Regions from separate parts of the Zea mays genome. Here region 2 is linked to region 1. Evidence: chromatin contacts called from public Hi-C data. All regions are on one chromosome and are shown on one strand. Each heading gives the region's core, a stretch centred on a gene start, on an enhancer-like site or on the middle of the called end of the contact. The rest is flanking DNA. Distances are from core to core; before and after follow the strand shown.

Region 1 (5,807 bases), core at 1,336-3,835:
AGAAATTACTTTGAGGGCTCTAATGATTCCGTTTTTGGCGATTCATGCCAAAAAGGGGGAGAAATGAGCCCAAAGCAAAAGGACCGCACCACCACCAAATTCAAAAACTTAGTGCTTTCCAAAAGTATTTATCATTTGGTATCCTATTGTGTTAAAAAGGGGGAGAAAGTAGTATTTCAAAAATGGTATATCAAAACCCTCTTGAACACTAAGAGGTGGATCTCTTTTAGGGGGAGTTTTGTTTAGTCAAAGGAAAAGCATTTGAAACAGGGGGAGAAAATTTCAAATCTTGAAAATGCTTTGCAAACTCTTATTCATTTACCTTTGACTACGTGCAAAAGATCTTTGAAATGAATTTACAAAAATTTTGCAAAAACAAAAACATATGGTGCAAACGTGGTCCAAAATGTTACATAAGAAAGAAACATTCCATGCATATCTTGTAAGTAGTTATATTGGCTAAATTCCAAGCAACCTTTACACTTACATTATGCAAACTAGTTCAATTATGCACTTCTATATTTGCTTTGGTTTGTGTTGGCATCAATCACCAAAAAGGGGGAGATTGAAAGGGAATTAGGCTTACACCTAGTTCCTAAATAATTTTGGTGGTTGAATTGCCCAACACAAATAATTGGACTAACTAGTTTGCCCAAGTGTGTAGATTATACAGGTGTAAAAGGTTTATCCTCAGCCAATAAAAAGACCAAGTTTTGGATTCAATAAAGGAGCAAAGGGGCAACCGAAGGCACTCCTGGTCTGGCGCACCGGACTGTCCGGTGTGCCACCAGACAGTGAACAGTACCTGTCCGGTGCACCAGGGGACTCAGACTCAAACTCGCCACCTTCGGGAATTTCCAGGGCGACTCGGCTATAATTCACCGGACTGTCCGGTGTACACCGGACAGTGTCCGGTGCGCCAAGGGAGGTCGACCTCAGGAACTCGCCAGCTTCGGGAAACGCCAACGGGTAGCCCGCTAAAATTCACCGGACTGTCCGGTGTGCACCGGACTGTCCGGTGCGCCTCCGAAGCAACGGTCATCTCCGCGCCAACGGCTCTCTGCCGCGCATTTAATGCGCCCTCTGCGCGCGCAGAAGCAGAATCGCCCATGCTGGCACACCGGACAGCAAACAGTACCTGTCCGGTGTGCACCGGACACCCAGGCGGGCCCACAAGTCAGAAGCTCCAACGGTCAGAATCCAACGGCAGTGATGACGTGGCAAGGGGCACCGGACTGTCCGGTGTGCACCGGACTGTCCGGTGCGCCATCGAACAGACAGCCTCCCAACGGCCACATTTGGTGGTTGGGGCTATAAATACCCCAACCACCCCACCATTCATTGCATCCAAGTTTTCCACTTCTCAACTATACAAGAGCTCTAGCATTCAATTCTAGACACACTAAAGAGATCAAATCCTCTCCAATTCCACACAAAGCCCTAGTGACTAGTGAGAGTGATTTGCCGTGTTCATTTGAGCTCTTGCGCTTGGATTGCTTCTTTTCTTTCTCACTTGTTCTTGAGATCACAACTCCATTGTAATCAAGGCAAGAGGCACCAATTGTGTGGTGGCCCTTGCGGGGAAGTTTTGTTCCCGGCTTTGATTTGAGAAGAGAAGGTCACTCGGTCCAAGGGACCGTTTGAGAGAGGGAAGGGTTGAAAGAGACCCGGCCTTTGTGGCCTCCTCAACGGGGAGTAGGTTTGCAAGAACCGAACATCGGTAAAACAAATCTCCGTGTCTCACTTACTTATTCGCTTGGGATTTGTTTTGCGCCCTCTCTCTCGGACTCGTTTATATTTCTAACGCTAACCCGGCTTGTAGTTGTGTTTATATTTGTAAATTTCAGTTTCGCCCTATTCACCCCCCCTCTAGGCGACTATCAATAAGCAAAATTAACATTACACCCAACATAAGCACAAATTGCATAATAATAATCTACGCATCTCTACGAGATTGTGGGTTCAAGAATCACTAAATCCAGAGCTATGGTTATAAAGTTATGCTTTTTCCGATGTTTCATGTGCTTAGATAATGAAACTATATTTCATTAATATAAGTTATATGAGAAAATATATAACTATCTTCGCTCAACTTTAATTCAAGTCATTACTTGATTGTGGGTTATCTTTTAGTCAAACTATATCTATAAGATTAGAATATTATATTAATATTAGAGAGGCTAATGCAATAAGAACTAGTTTCCTAATTATAAAAGTATGTGATATGACAAAATTAAGGCTATTAATGCGTAGGTATTTTAATTATGAGACTATCGTAACTTGAATGGGTCAAATCGAAGTAAAAACGCATAAGTTATGAATTATCTAAAATTATTCTATATTATAAATCATTTTTCTAAAATTCTATTTACTGAAGACAAGGGTTGTGGACTGCTGTTTCTATTTCTAAAGAGCACAGAGGCTAGTTTATAAATATCCAGGGCTCAATAGCAATTACTTTACATTAGTCGAGGACGGCGGGTTGATTACTGTGAAGATCAGGGGCTCTTATGCAATAGTGTTGGGCTGAAGGGGGGTATCGAGCATCCAGGACCATCCGATCTGATTCAACGACCTAGATTAAATCGCGTGAAGGGGTATGCGCGACCTAATCCACGTCGTCCACTACACGATCAACAGATCAGATTAGGTCTACCGCATACCGAAGCGGTACGCGATACGAGCCGCACATCATCCAAGCGACGGTGTAGATTTTAAACACTCGTGGTACAACGTTGGCCACCTGATTTAATTTCAACGCCGTGGATGCTATTAAGCGAACAGGAACACGATCTTTTAATCCTATCCACCCAATTAAATTCAACGGTCACCGATTCATCTTCTTCCTCCCAGAACCCAGTAGTGGTGGTGGCATTCCCTCCCCGGTGGAGTTGCGCCAGAGAAGGCCAAGCCGATGCCCAGGTATTCCTATGCGGTCGCGGCTAGAGCTAGAGGCAGCTGAGGGTATGACGGAACAGCAGAGGAGATTACTTACCTAGGGCAAACACTGGGATATCCCAGGCACAGCATAGACGCATACTGTCCATCCAACGAGCAATCCACAGGCAAATGAGGCCGGCATTGTCCAAATCGATGCCCGTGATGGACTCCTCACGCCATGGCGACCACCCGCGACTAGGTCGTGTACACCGAACGTCCGTGGGGGCATGGAACCATGGCGGCTACACCATTTTCTCTCTCTCCCATGGCATGACTCTAGTTTTCTCCCAAAACTCCAAGCTCTTGACGTCCGAGCTTTCTTGGTGACTTGAGACGCAGCTTCAGGGCGGTGTCCCTACTTCTTATACACGGGGCGAGGATTATGGGCGCTCGGTTCCAACAACTCGTGAGCTCCGGCCGGGTAGTTTTGGTTCAGCGCGCGGATCCGGAGTAGGAGATAACCCCGACAGGGGTGGCCCACGCGTCAGCCACCCAGGCGAGAGAGGCGGAAGTGGATCCGGATGACGCGAGGACCCCACATGTCGGCACCACCCCACTAGGATGGGCCGGCGTAGTGGTGACCTCAGACGGCATGGCCCCGTGAGCCAGTGCCAGAGGAGTGGGCACGCGCGGTTAGCTAGGGCAACCGATGGCAAAATCGGCCCAGGCTTGAGGTAAGTCTTTTTTATTTTCTAATTTCTATTTTAAATTCAAATCAAACTCAAGTTTGAATTCCAAACTTTTACTTTTAGATGCACAAATAAAACACTGACATGAATGCAAAACTATATTTTTTATATATTTGTTTTATTTTAGTTCTTTTATACATGATTCCAATCATGAAATAGAGAATAGTTCACATCTTATGAATTTTAGGGAAATATAATTTATATTGTAGATTATATATTAAGAAATAGTTTTATCATAATTCTTCTATATAATTCAATCCAAGGAGAATTTAGTTTATCTAAGTATCTTTCATTTTAGTCTAATATAAATATACTAGGATAATACCCGTGCGTTGCAACGGTATCTAAAAAGAAAATACCACCATCTAACAATATTAACTTCTTCATGGTCCGGTATCAGGAGAAATTGTAGATCAAATGTCATTGCAACAAATAACTTGTTTTTTTATTCAATTGACTATAGAACAACGTTAAGTAGAAGGCTGCAATGCAAGGGAGACAAAACCACACCATCATCAAACATGTCAGCATTATACCATGGATAGACATGTATAGCTCTAAAGAACACACGCCGTGCTACAAAAGAGTTGCAGGGTTATTTCTGCCTCAGGCGAGATAACAGTGCCACAACAGGACAGACTTCTGCAACTTATCATCAGCTAGAGCTCTCTCAAACAGGCTATGTATTCTATTATCAGATCCGGCTTTACCCCATTCAAAGGACAAAGCAAAGAGCAAGGTAATTACATGTGGACTGTGGTACAAGTGAAATGAACCAGTCATGAATGTGGATTACCCACAATGTACACAAAATTTCAGAGTACAATAGAAATGGCTCATTACATTTTTAAAATACACTGACAATGCACATAATGAATGACAAGCTGCACAATGAGTGTTGAAACCCATAACGTTTTAGAATACAGAGAGAACTCACTACAAGGCTTCGCCAGACATTCATATGTGAACTTCTTTTACAATTGTGTCTTCACCAACACAAGACATCAGAAGCAGGTGTTTTTGTTCCATGTCATCTCCGTCAAAGTTACCATTGCTGGTGGTGTTGGAACCATCTAAATTCAGACAGCAATACGACATGAGACTGGATAACAATAGTGCACACCAGATTGGACTATAGTGCAATATACAGATGTGAAAAATGAAAGGAAGAAGATCAAAGTATCTGGTATTGTCATTATAAATAGCATGAGAAACCACCAGTTATGACAGGAAATAGAGAACGATAGAACCTACCTGAGAAACGATAGTCTGCAAGATGCTTTGTCTCAGTTGACTCAAGCCGCATGCTCTCTGGTAGAAGACAGTTGCAAAAGGCACCTAAAAATAGTTCGGATTATCCTACATTGTATGCTATGTCAATTTTCATCCCAATACGTGTGTTCTTTTGCAACAAAAAAAGTACATGTTTTGATACGAAGTTACAAACCAACCTAATAGATCCATGTATTTCATTTGTTAGTGGCTCAGTTACATAAAAAATGCAATTCAAAACATGGGAGATATTGGCATCAAATATTAAGGCTTATGCTTCTGATGTTTTTCATTTTTATAATGGGGCCATCCATACATGCTCCCATGAGGAAAACCTCTGGTATTTCTATTTGCCTATTCAGCTAACATACATATTTAAATCTCTCATACTAATTACAAAAAGTATAGGTGGAAATAAATAGGAACTTAGAAAACATAGCAGCTAGGGTCTATAATTTGAAACTTCTCCACATCTGGAATAATGTCTGTCTTAAGATGGCTCTACAATGGCAGATTCAACACAACCCTTTCTAGATAACTTCTCCTGTTAGGATTTTATGTCAACCACATTAATAAAAATATAAGTGCACATCAAATATATATAAGCAGAAACCCTTACTAATATTTCAAGAAACTCGTCAAGATTAGTTGCAATTGTTTCCTAGTAAATATTGGTAATTGGTCTTGTCAAACGTCCACCCTTCCCCTTCCAATTCTACTGTTATATCTTCTATGTATAATCTATGGCCGATAGTTGAGTCACTGTCATACCTAACAAGCAGGAGGATTATTTCATATGACAAGGTCAAGGAAAAAAGGCCTATTAATTAAGATTTAAAATATAAATCTTTATTCATATAAGGATTTCAAATAAACTATGTACTTGTTGGTTATCTTATTCCCATT
Region 2 (5,807 bases), core at 1,941-4,440, 230 kb after region 1:
TGCTCTACATGGTTTTGGGAATCTAATGTTTTATTATGATCATGTTCTAATTATGTTGTTGTTTAATTATTGTTCATGATAAGATCATATTGTTAATTGGAACATGGAGAACCACTCGAGAAAACAGTGCTACCACAAGGGTGGAATGGGACGCCCTTGGCCAAGTAATTAGGAAAGCTAGGGAGAGATTACCTTACCCGGGTAGGGGCAAGCGGGGAGGCGTCGCTGCAGAGTATAGGGAGGTCCTCGGGTCAAATTGTCTGTAAATCTTTTGGGACGTATAATTGCTAATAAAATTTTGACCAACTTTAAGATGAGATGCGTGAAGGATGATGTGATAAGTTCATGAGCGGTCTAAGCCGTCGTCGCCTAGTCAACTTTGGGTTGTTGGATCGTTGTCTTCGTATGATGTAAATATTTAACTATTTTGTACAGAACTCCACTATATAGTAAAGATCGTTCTATACCATGAGTCATCATATGTGGACTTTGTCCCAACACATTTGGTGATTATTTCATGACCGGGTTTTAGTGTCCCTAAAATCCGGGTGTGACACAACGTCTATAGGAAAATCGACGCCTATAAGAAAATTGTCCAAAATTATTGTGCTCAGGAGGGGGATCGAACCCGTGCGCTCTGGTAGAGGTAGTAGACGACAAGGGTTGTGCTCTGCTAGCCACTTAAGCCCAAACAAGTTTATGTCTAATAGTCAACATGTGTTATATATATATATGTAGACTGAGTTTTCAAAATAATAATAAAAATAATCATGTTAGGTTGGGCCGACACTACGGGCCGAGACAGTGGCCCAAGAATGGCACGCCTCTCGAGTCGGGCTAGCACGGGCCCCATTTTTAAAGTGTCGGGCCAGGCCACAACAATATTAAATGGGTCGTGTCTCGGGCCGGCTCGCTAGGCACGACCCATTTGGCCATCTATACCGACGCCTCCCTCCATGCCATCGTCACCCGCAAGCCCCGCACATCCCACGCTCCACGTACCGTCGCACAACCCACGCTCCTCATCTCCTCCGCGCCCGTGCTAAATGCCCACTATCATCCTCTTCCTCCACTTCGGCCCACACCTGCGCCTGCCCCCACGTGTTGCCACTACGTCCCCACCCCCTGCCCCGCCGCGACAGACCCCCCTTGGTACCCTCCCTCAACTTTGCCCTTCGCCTCCTCCTTGATGCCTGCGACTTCGCCAAGGATCTTGAGGGGCTCGTGGCCGACGTCGAGGCGCTCAAGACTCCATCTAGGCCCACGATGCGTTGTCTTGTCCGTACGCGCGCTACTTCCACGAGGTGGGCGGGGAGCTGATGCGCAGCCTGATCTAGGTCAACATCGAGGGGCGTCATGCGGGTCACACACGCTGTGCTACCAGACATGGTCGAGACTCGAGAGGAAGTGCGACGCCATTGCCAACATCGGCTCCAGTGCCACCTTTAACGTGTCTTCCTATTTGCCCTATTCTGTCTACGCCGCCACCAAAGCCACAATACTAAGGGTCTGTTTGGTTGGGCTGTGTATGTGAAAAAAGTTGTTGTGGGCTGTGAGCTGTGGAAAAGGTAGCTGTAAGCTGTAAGCTGTAAGCTGTTAAAAAGCTAAAAGCCGTTTGGTGGAAACTACTAAAAGTCGTTAAAAATTCTTCGACATATGTTTTCACAGTTCCATCCGAAAAGCCACTAAAAGCAGGTCCAGGGGTGCTTTCAGATTTGCACTACGAGAAAGTCGGCTTTTAGAAAAAACTGTTTTCTGAATCCAGCCCTTTGGTTGGATTTTGGCTTTTAGGAGGACAAAAGCCAAAGTCAAAAGTCAAACCAAACACACCCTAATAAATGTTTTCCTCGCATCTCTCTAGCTAAATCGATAAGGACCTGTTCATTTGAGCCGGAATTCACCCTAAGATTGATCCAATTGATCAAACCCTATATAAATTAGACAAAAAATCTGGCTAAGAATGGTTACAGATGACCATTTCTTAGGAACCGAACATGCCCTAAAGGTATAGGTTGGTATATCGTAAAATCAGAAAAAGCTACATATATTCTACCACGGCTACATATTTTAAGGACATAAAACCTATGTGTCCTAACAATATATAGAACATTAATGCGCAATTTCATTACTATAGATCCACTTCACAAGGAAATTAGAAGGATTCAAACACCATACTTGATAAAACTTTGTTGAGCTCGTCCTTTGGACATGTATGCCCCTAAATTTACAATAAATTAGTAAAGCAAGGTGTTATATTGGTATATTGTTTGAAATCTTGTCTCGGTTTATCCTACACCAGTCATGCCACACGGACGCTTTACGACGAGCCAAGCGGCTTGTAACCATTTTTTTCCTGTCACTCAGAACTAGCTATCGGCCTACCGCACCCGCAAAATTTCCCAAACCCCGCACACAATTGCCGGAACCCTAGCTCCACTCCATCCTCCCAGCCCGCACCAATGACGGACCAACAAACCCAGGATCTCGTCAAGGAGCTCGTCCACCGCCTCCTCTCCGCCGCCGAATCCGGCGGGCGCGGCGGCGGGCGCGACACGGGCGGTGCGCTGCGGTTCGCGCACCGAATCCTCTCCAGCCGCCTCGCCCCCGCGGTCCTCCCCGATGAGCACGCGCTCGCGGAGTCCATCAAGCGCCGCCTCGCCGCCTCGGGCCGCCCCGATGATGCGCTCTCATTCGCTGACCTCCACTCCAAGCTCTCCGTCCGTGCCCGCCCAGCGTCGCTGTGGCCGCTCCTCTACCTGCTCGACTCTCTCTCCTCGCAGTACCGCGCCGCCGCCGCGGCTTCGTGCCTCCCAAACCTTCCCATCGCCGCCCTACCGCAGAATGCCACCTCGGGGACGGCGCCGGGCGCCGGTGTCAGGCCGGGTTCGCGGACGCACGGGGCGCCGCCGGGCGGCCTGGTGCTGGTCTCCAAGGATCCGGACAACATCCGCGAGATCGCGCTGCGTGAGTACACCGAGCTGGTGATCGACGAGACGGAGGTGTCGGAGGCCGCGCTTGTGCGGGACGTGCTGTACGCGTGCCAGGGCATCGACGGCCGCTACGTGCGCTATGACAAGTCCGTGGACTCCTACGACCTTCCAGACGGTGTTCGAGTGCCGCGATCCACGCGCACCCTCGTTCGCAAGCTATGCGAGCTTGGCTGGCTGTTCAGCAAGGTGCGGGGCTTCATTTCTGACAACATAAGCCGCTCGCCCTCAGATGCTGCCACTGAGGTGGGCACTGTTACCCAGGCATTCTGCTCGGCGCTCCAGGAGGAGCTGTCTGATTATTATAAGCTGCTGGCTGTTCTGGAATCGTACTCATTGAATCCAATTCCCACACCTGGATCTGATTCAGGTGTGTCCAGTAATTACCTCTCACTGCGCCGTCTTGCAGTGTGGCTTGCTGAGCCTGCAGTGAGAATGCGCCTAATGGCTGTTCTGGTTGATGGATGCCGGGGACTGAGGGGTGGTGCTATGGCTGGTGTGATCCATGGGCACGCACAACACGGAGATCCTATGTTTCAGGAGTTTATGGGCCGATTACTGCGCCGGGTGTGCTCGCCGTTGTTTGAGATGGTCAGGAGCTGGGTGCTAGAAGGGGAATTGGAGGATGTATTTGCAGAGTTTTTTATCGTTGGGCAGCCAGTGAAAGCAGAATCTTTGTGGCGGGAGGGCTACCTTATTCAATCTGATATGCTTCCAGCTTTCATATCTCCAGTGCTCGCAAAACGGATTCTTAGAACTGGCAAGTCAATCAACTTTCTTAGAGTATGCTGTGACGATAGTGGCTGGGCTGATGCTGCTGCCGAGGCTGCTGCATATGTTGGCACTACAACATCTCGGGGTGGCCTTGGTTATGGGGAGACTGATGCTTTGGAGGCATTGGTGGTTGAGGCAGCCAAGAGGATTGATCGACATTTGATGGATGTCATTCATAAGCGGTACCGATTTAAGGACCACTGCCTTGCTATTAAGCGTTACTTGCTTCTTGGGCAGGGTGATTTTGTCCAGTATCTTATGGACGTTGTTGGCCCCGAGTTATCAGAGCCAGCAAATAGGATTAGCTCCTTCCAATTGGCTGGCTTGCTTGAGACTGCAATCCGAGCATCCAATGCACAATATGATGACTGTGATATCTTGGACCGGATAAAGGTAAAGATGATGGATCATGGGGATGGTGATCGTGGCTGGGATGTCTTCTCTTTGGAGTATGATGCTAGGGTCCCCCTGGACACTGTGTTCACAGCTTCAGTTATGAAGATGTATCTCAAGGTTTTCAACTTCTTGTGGAAGCTCAAACGCGTAGATCACTCCCTTACCGGAGTGTGGAAGACTATGAAACCTAACTGCATTGTTTCTTCTCCATTTTACAAGGAAGGAACAAGCATCAGAGCTCAATTTGTATCAGTTCTTCGTAAATGTCAAGTTCTATTCAATGAGATGAATCACTTTGTGACCAATTTCCAATACTACATTATGTTTGAGGTCCTGGAGGTTTCGTGGGCCCGTTTTTCTGATGAAATGGATGCAGCAAAGGATTTAGATGACCTTCTCTTAGCACACGATAAATATCTCAACTCGATACTGGAGAAGGCCCTGCTTGGTGAACATTCCCAAGGACTTTTGAGGAATCTGTTTGAACTGTTTGACATTATTTTACAGTTTCGAAGCCATGCTGATCGATGGTTTGAAAGGATATATGAGTTGCAGCTAAGGTTAGATTATTGCAGAATCAGATATTGTGATTCCATCTTTACTTTAAAGCTTATCTCATACCTACTGTTTGATTTACATTTTACTCCAATGTTTCATTTTTATTGCAGGGGAAAGGGTAAATCAAAATCAAAGGATACAGGTTCATGGTTTGATGGCGGCAGAAAAGCTATGATCCAACTAGCTGGAGAACTTTTCTGGAAAATGGGTGAAGACCTGGATAGCATCGCAAAGGATTATACAGCTTCTCTTGATGCTTTTATTACGCAGCTGCCCATGCAACAGCACGTCGATTTGAAGTTCCTTCTCTTCCGCCTTGACTTCACTGAATATTACAGTCGTGTTTCCTCCAACAAATGAATGTGAGCCGCTTATGTGAAAAACTAGGAGTTAGATTGATCGTTTGGTTGGGACTTGGAAAGCATTATTTTTATACCATATCCCATTAATTGATCTTGGTCGCTTGATTGGCAATGGTCACTTCCATTTTCCTTGCACCTCCTGTAGAAGAGGATCTGAATACCCTTTTACTGAGGATTGCCAATGCTACAATCTGGTGATTCTGTCAGCTGTTTGCATGCTGATGCTTATGTGCCGATTCAACGAGGCTAAAGCCACGCATTTCATGCAACTCTGTACACAATTGTAAGTTTGTTTTGATCTTGATTTTCATGGATGTTCTGGTGTAAATTTAATATTTATTTTTTCTCTATTAATTTCTTGAGAATTAAAGCTGGAGGTCTTGAAGATTTGTCCTTAACAGTTTGTATTGTCAGTTTTACAAGAGCAGATAACTCATTACATTGTTTTGATCTTGAAGTTTGGTTTAGAAATGTAATGTAAATAGCAACGGTAATGATTTACACTCGAGTATCGGTAATAATAAGCTAAAATAGAACAATATTAATTTTTAGTGTGGTATCCGATTACGGTAACGTTATCAGTTATCTATCACCAGTTATCTCTCACGTTACAAATACAAATATGTGAAGCAAACATCACCTCAGTGTCCATAAGCTAGTGACCTGCTTGGAGCATGATGCAACTGAATGGCCTGCTTGGAGCATGATGCAACTGAATGGATGCGGAAAA

What was found. Hi-C and Micro-C count contacts between places; a contact is called where the count stands out from the background.
Region 2: a Hi-C map of tassel shows a contact between it and region 1, with 2.8 times the contacts expected there. The contact joins the promoter of LOC100280166 here to the enhancer-like site in region 1. A contact is called at or near these places in 4 of 25 Hi-C or Micro-C datasets (bundle sheath, ear, endosperm and 1 more).

The regions. Positions count from the first base shown.
Region 1 is chr7:128,429,751-128,435,557 of Zm-B73-REFERENCE-NAM-5.0, forward strand. No RefSeq gene overlaps it. Among protein-coding and RNA genes, the nearest start is that of LOC100276618, 82 kb to the left of the region's middle. Within about 2 kb of position 2,586, at least 17 of the 20 cell types and tissues checked have an H3K27ac peak or open chromatin away from gene starts, as enhancers often do. A contact at or near this core is called in bundle sheath, ear, endosperm and 1 more, where this site is marked.
Region 2 is chr7:128,661,600-128,667,406 of Zm-B73-REFERENCE-NAM-5.0, forward strand. It overlaps LOC100280166 (Gamma-tubulin complex component 3), which reads left to right and starts at 3,191. Exons shown (of 2, transcript NM_001153098.1): 1 at 3,191-4,717; 2 at 4,826-5,344. The coding sequence starts at 3,423. The coding sequence ends at 5,075.